Linked DNA regions of Rattus norvegicus: region 1 is linked to region 2. The links are chromatin contacts, called in public Hi-C maps. All regions are on one chromosome and are shown on one strand. Each heading gives the region's core, a stretch centred on a gene start, on an enhancer-like site or on the middle of the called end of the contact. The rest is flanking DNA. Distances are from core to core; before and after follow the strand shown. Region 1 holds the start of Ptgr2 (prostaglandin reductase 2). Region 2 has its middle 43 kb from the start of Ptgr2.

What was found. A called contact is a pair of places that touch in the nucleus more often than the background predicts.
Region 1: a contact with region 2 is called in a Hi-C map of liver, with 2.3 times the contacts expected there. The contact joins the promoter of Ptgr2 here to the enhancer-like site in region 2. A contact is called at or near these places in 4 of 12 Hi-C or Micro-C datasets (kidney, liver and psoas muscle).

The regions. Positions count from the first base shown.
Region 1 is chr6:109,660,900-109,663,981 of GRCr8, forward strand. Ptgr2 (prostaglandin reductase 2) reads left to right here and starts at 1,599. Exons shown (of 10, transcript NM_001399426.1): 1 at 1,599-1,760.
Region 2 is chr6:109,617,819-109,620,739 of GRCr8, forward strand. No RefSeq gene overlaps it. Among named protein-coding and RNA genes, the nearest start is that of Ptgr2, 43 kb to the right of the region's middle. Within about 2 kb of position 1,518, at least 3 of the 93 cell types and tissues checked have an H3K27ac peak or open chromatin away from gene starts, as enhancers often do. A contact at or near this core is called in liver, where this site is marked.

The DNA of each region.
Region 1 (3,082 bases), core at 349-2,848, 43 kb after region 2:
ACACCACACCACACCAAAAAGCAGGAAAAAAAACCTTCATATAATGCATGGTATAACTCAAATTAAGCATGGTACAAACAATAGTGACCCTTAGTGTGAAGAGAAAATTTAGAAGGGAGGAAGACAAATATACTTGAAGTCTCTCATTCAGTTTTTGAACATCTAAGACCTGGAACTCATTCTAGGCAGAAAAGGGGACTTCACACAAAAAGAGCCTGAACTAAGTTTCTTCTCTTTGAGTTTTAGACATAATCTATATTCCCCGTTGTTTTCCACTATCACTTTCATTGTATTTGAGCATTTCCTTTTTCTCTGGTTCACCCATCTGACCACCGAAGGAGCAGAAAAGTATTTCCTGCTGAAAAGTATTTGGAAAGTGATAACATTCTCCTACCTCATTCCTCAGGTTTTCCAGATAAAGTGAAAATTTCGGATGTTCTGCTACCTGGGGCTCCAGTCCATTTGATGGCTGCCCATTTGCTGGCGGTACTGGTATTTTTCAGCTACTGTCTATACCAGTGTTAGAGCTTCGATTAGCTCTTGCTGGAATACTCCTACAGCCGCCTGATTCAGTCTGTTAGGGTTTGCAGCTCCTGGCGAGTTATTCTTACTCAACAAACCTTACCTCAGTTCAGTACTGTTGGTGAAAAGAACCTTAATGATTAAGCTGAAAAATCAATACACATTGTGTAAAACATTTTTAAGGAATTGAAGAGAGAGAAAGGCAGGGGGGAGGGAGGGAGAGAGAGAGAGAGACTGAGACACTAAAGGGCTTGGGCCAGCAGTCCAGGGAGAGTTTGTAACTCTAGCATTATCCTTAATTCACTGAAAGGAATTTGGCATGACCACACCCTATAGTGACTAGTCGGGTGGTTCTCACCCTGTGGGTTTCTAGCCTCTTGGGGGTCTCTCTCCTAAGACCATCGGAAAATATATTTTCATCACGGTTCATAGCAGTAGCAAACTTACAGTTACGAAGTAACAATGAAAATAACTTTATGGTTGGAGGTCACCACAACATGAGGAACTATATTAAAGGGGCGCAGCATGAGGAAGGTTGAAAACCGCTGCCTTAGTCCTCTAGGTCTCAGCTTCCTCACCTACAAAGCAAGGGTTAGACTTGATGCTATTTCTCTTACTGTAATTTCCCAACCTAAGACTCAGAGAATCTAACGTGAATAAAGTTCCTCCTAGAGGCTGGGACTGTAGGTCAGTGTCAGAGCGCCTGCCTAGACCTTGCCGGGACACAGGTTCAACCTCCGGGGAGGGGGAGAAGACCGGGGGTGGGGGGGAAGAAGACCTAGGCGACTTGACCCCCCAAGTCACTGGTTAAACAATTTGCTCTCTGGGTCCTGGCGGCAGGAACGGCCGCGGAGCCCCAAAGACGTTAACTTATGGATATGTATTCTGTGTTTCTTCACTCTCACGAACCTTGGGGACCAAAGGACCGCATGCATCTAAACTTCAAAATCTCGGCCTTAGGGGAGGACACGGAGAAAGGATCAGTCCTGCGCTTGCGCACTGTGGTTCTAGGGCTAAGGTCGTGCAGCCAGCCGGACCCTTTGCTGTTCATCAAATCCCGCGAGATCTCAAACTGACAGCCACGCAGGGGGCCACTGTATCCGGGCACCGGAAGCTGGATGAAGCCGGCAAAAAAGGAGGAAGTTTCAAGCCAGGGTGACCTGTGGGCGTCCTCGTCGAGCTCCCGGCGACACCGGCGGTATAGCTTGGGACGTAGACTAGGGGTTGCCCAGTAACAGGTGCTCTTCATTTTTTAAGAATTCTTAGGGTAAACAGCCTGAAGTTCGGATGCGATTGTGTTTGAGGTGCTTCAGATCTGAACATCTTTTGAGTACCTACTGTGTGCCACGCTTAGGGGTATACTTAAGTCGTGTTAAAAAGCCGACACGCCTTTTTAATCCCCTTGGTGCTGAGGATCTAGGAAGTCGCTTTGAAATTCTGGGCAGATTCCTAGTAATTTCTGTGAAAGTGGTTAGTAACAGGAGCTATAGAAGAAGGTTGGGTTTCTGAGGAAGGGAAGAGCCAGGTAGGAATTCTCACACGGTGGCATAGATGGCAGAGGGAAGGTCAGCAGAGTCCTTTGTGGCAGGATGGTTGGACAAAATAAGGATCAACACGAGGCGTATTTTATTAAAAGGTATCGGGGACGAGTTGTGCGACCTTGGAGAAGTCATTCACCCTGTTTATAGCGTCTGTGAAAAGACAAGGATGTTTGCAACTTCATAGCGGTAGAGGAGGGAGTTGTATTTAAGTAAGCTAATTAACACACCATTATTTTCTTCTGTATTGGAAATTGAACTCAAGACCATCTTCTCCTCCCTCCCCCAGGCATGCTGGGCCAAGTGGTTTTTACTACTGAGCTATTGCCAGTCTATTTTTTTCATTTTTATTTTGAGGCAGGTTCTCACTAATTTGCCAGGTTGGCCTTGAATTTGCCATCTGTACTCCACCCAATAACTGGGATTACAAATGTATGCTACTATGCCAGAGCAAGTAAACCCACTCACCCAGTTTTGGGGCCCCTAGAACATTCCAAGAGATAATCTGTGATGACCTCTCCAAGGTCCCACTTGGCTAGAAACAGAAATCGTTCTCTGCCCCTGTGAGTTCAGTGAGCCTCTCCTTACATTATGCGGCTACACAGACGTTTAAGGCATATTTTTATCATTGAACCAGACCTTTCTTTCAGTGGTATTTTGGAATGGTAGCATCAGTTAGAAACCCACTTTCATTTAACAGCAAATGGGATTTGCTGAGGTCAGCTCTGCCCCGATTGTGATGCCTCCTAATCCACTGATCTTCAGGTCTTGAATGTGATCTGTCTTATTCTAGAAGGAAAACCTGTGAATAAGTCAAGGTTTTTGTTTCTGTGGTGCTGGGTTCCAATCCCAGGCGATGCTGAGCGATTCGAGTGTGTTGATTATTGTGTTGTCGAGGGACACTGAAGTCATCATTAATTAATCAGTTGTGTTTGGCACGTGGAGAGTTCTGATTTCAAGCAGAAGTGGGGGCTTTGGTAGCATCCTTTTCAGGATGAGAAGCAGTGTTTAGGCAGACCTGG
Region 2 (2,921 bases), core at 268-2,767:
GTCGTGTTCCTCAGCTTCATTATTCATCCATGTATGATATTTTTTGTTGTTTATTTCTTTTAAAAAATTATTACTTCATGTGTACATGTATGTATGTGGGCCTGAATGTATGCATGTGCATCATATACAGAGGCCAGAAGAGGGCACTGGATCCTCTGGCCTTGAAGTTACTGGTGATTGTGAGCCACCTGATGTGGGTGCTGGGAACTGAGCCCAGGTCTACTGTGGGAACAGCAGGTGCTCTTGGCCGTTGGACCATCTCTCCAGTCACTATTTGCTTCCATTATTTTGCTTCCAGGATTGCTTCCATTTTCCTGGGATTTTTTTTTTCCTTCTTTTTTTCGGAGCTGGGGACCGAACCCAGAGCCTTGGGCTTGCTAGGCAAGTGCTCTACCACTGAGCTAAATCCCCAACCCCATTTTCCCAGGATTTTAAAAGTACTTTACTATTGTCTGTTTTCCTCTATCAAATACTTATCCACACTGGTTTGGGTTAACTGACTGAACATATCTAACTTTCATTTTCTTTCTTCTTTCTTTCTTTCTTTCTTTCTTTCTTTCTTTCTTTCTTTCTTTGTTTCTTCCCTCCCTCCCTCCTTTCTTTCTTTCTTTCTTACTCTTTCTTCCCTCCTTTCCTCCCTCCCTCCCTCCCTCCCTCCCTCCTTCCTTCCTTCCTTCCTTCCTTCCTTCCTTCCTTCCTTCCTTCAATTTATTTTGAAACAAGGTCTCACTACATAGACCAGACTGGCCTTGGACTTACAGAGATCTACCTCAGCCTCCCAGTTACTGGAATTAAAGTTGTGTGCCACCACACCCAGTCAAAAGATTTATTTATTTATTTATTTATTTATTTATTTATTTATTTATTTTTGTTTATTTTTTTCCAAGACAGGGTCTCCCTATGTAGCTCTTGCTGTCCTGAAACTCACTCTGCAGACCAGCATGACTTCAAACTCAGAGATGCACCAGCCTCTGCCTCATGAGTGCTAGGATTAAAGACGTGCTCCTCCACCACCCAGAGATTCATTCTTATTGTAATTAATTATGCGTATGTGTACCTTATGTATGAGTGTGTGCACTTATGTATGGTGGAAGCCAGAGGCATTGGATCCGTCTGGAGCTGGAGTTTTAGGTGGTGGTAAATCACTCCACGTGGCTGCTAAACTTGGCTCCTGAAAGAGCAATAGACACTCTTAATCTCTGAACCGTAACTCCAGCCTCTTTGGTTGTATTGACTCTTAGTTTTTGAGAAGTTTTGCTGGAAAAAAAATCCTAATTTCTGGGGGTAAGGATGGCACAGTGCTTGCCTAGGATACACAAGTCTGATTCCCCAGGAAAACACACACACACACACACACACACACACACACACACACACACACACTGATTCTCTTAAGCTACAATAAAACTTCATTTGTATCCCTCCCAGAGAAAAGCCTTTGACAAGGAGACAGTAGGACGTCCCTGGTGTGAGAGGAGGGCAGAGCAATACAGGGAAGAAGAAGTAACAAGGGTGCATTCGGGCACTGGTTGTCACGGCAGACACGTGGTTCAATCTCCTTGGGGACCTTCTGAAGAACTATGTAGAAACCACTCAGGACTTCCTGTTCATGCATAGGAGAGAGAGTCAGGAGAGCAGCCTTGTTCTCCACTGGTGCCCTCCTACCGTAACCCCCCCTCCAGCCTCCATGTGCGCCTCCCTGCTAGGGCTCTGTCAGGAGGTAGACTGAGCATGCATCCAAGCTGAAGGCAAAGTCCTGAGACTGGAATCTGCTGCAGTTTGACAAAAGCCATTATTGTATAAAGATAAGCCTCCCTCCCCCACCCCCACCCCCCAGACAGGCTTTCTCTGTGTTTATCCTTGGCCATCTTGGAACTCACTCTGTAGACCAGGCTGGCCTTGAACTCAAAGAGATCCAGCAGTCTCTGCCTCCCAAGTTCTGGCATGCATTTCCACCACCTGGCTAGTATCTTCTTTCTTTCTTTCTTCTCCTTTTTTTTTTTTTTTTAAGATTTACTTATTTATTTTTTGTATGAGTATGCTGTCTTCATGTTCTCCAAAGAAGGTACCAGATCCCATTACAGATGGTCGTGAACCACCTGATGTGGTTGCTGGGAATTGAACTCAGGACCTCTGGAAGAGCAGCCAGTGCTCTTTTTTTTTTTTTTTTTTTTTTTTTTTTTTTTTTTTTGTTCTTTTTTTCGGAGCTGGGGACCGAACCCAGGGCCTTGTGCTTCCTAGGTAAGCGCTCTACCACTGAGCTAAATCCCCAGCCCCCAGCCAGTGCTCTTAACCGCTGAGCCATCTCTTCAGACCTGGCTGGGATTTTCTTTAAATGAAGTGTTTTTGTTAGTTTATTGCCTAACTCAGTCTCTTTACTTGTTCTGGATCAAGTTCAATTTTCTATTTTTTCCGTTGCATGACCTCCGTAGAGAATGGTCTCTGTATACTTGTTAGGTGGTGTTCTAGAGATAATGTTAGACTTCGTCACTTCAGTTAGTCTGGTACTTTTCCCTTTTTCCTCCTCCTCCATCTCTTTAGATGTTTTGAGATGGGGTCTCACTGTGTAACCTAGGATAAGTAGAAAAATGTCTAATGCAATTTAATCACTAAATAGCAAGAACAATGCAAAATGGGACACAGCCATCCCTTAGTTTAGCTTAGTTTCTTTGCCTTTCTTTCTTCCTTCCTTCCTTCCTTCCTTCCTTTCTTTCTTTCTTTCATTGATGTTTTGCCTGTATGTATGTATATGTGAATGACAGTGTTGGATTCCCTGGAACAGAATTTACAGACAGTTGCAAGCTGCCATGTGGTTTCTGGGATTCGAACTCAGGTCCTCTGGAAGAGCAGCCAATGCTCTTAACCACTGAGCCATCTGTCCAGCCCCTCCTTCCTTTAGGTTTGAAGCCAAGCGCCGTCAC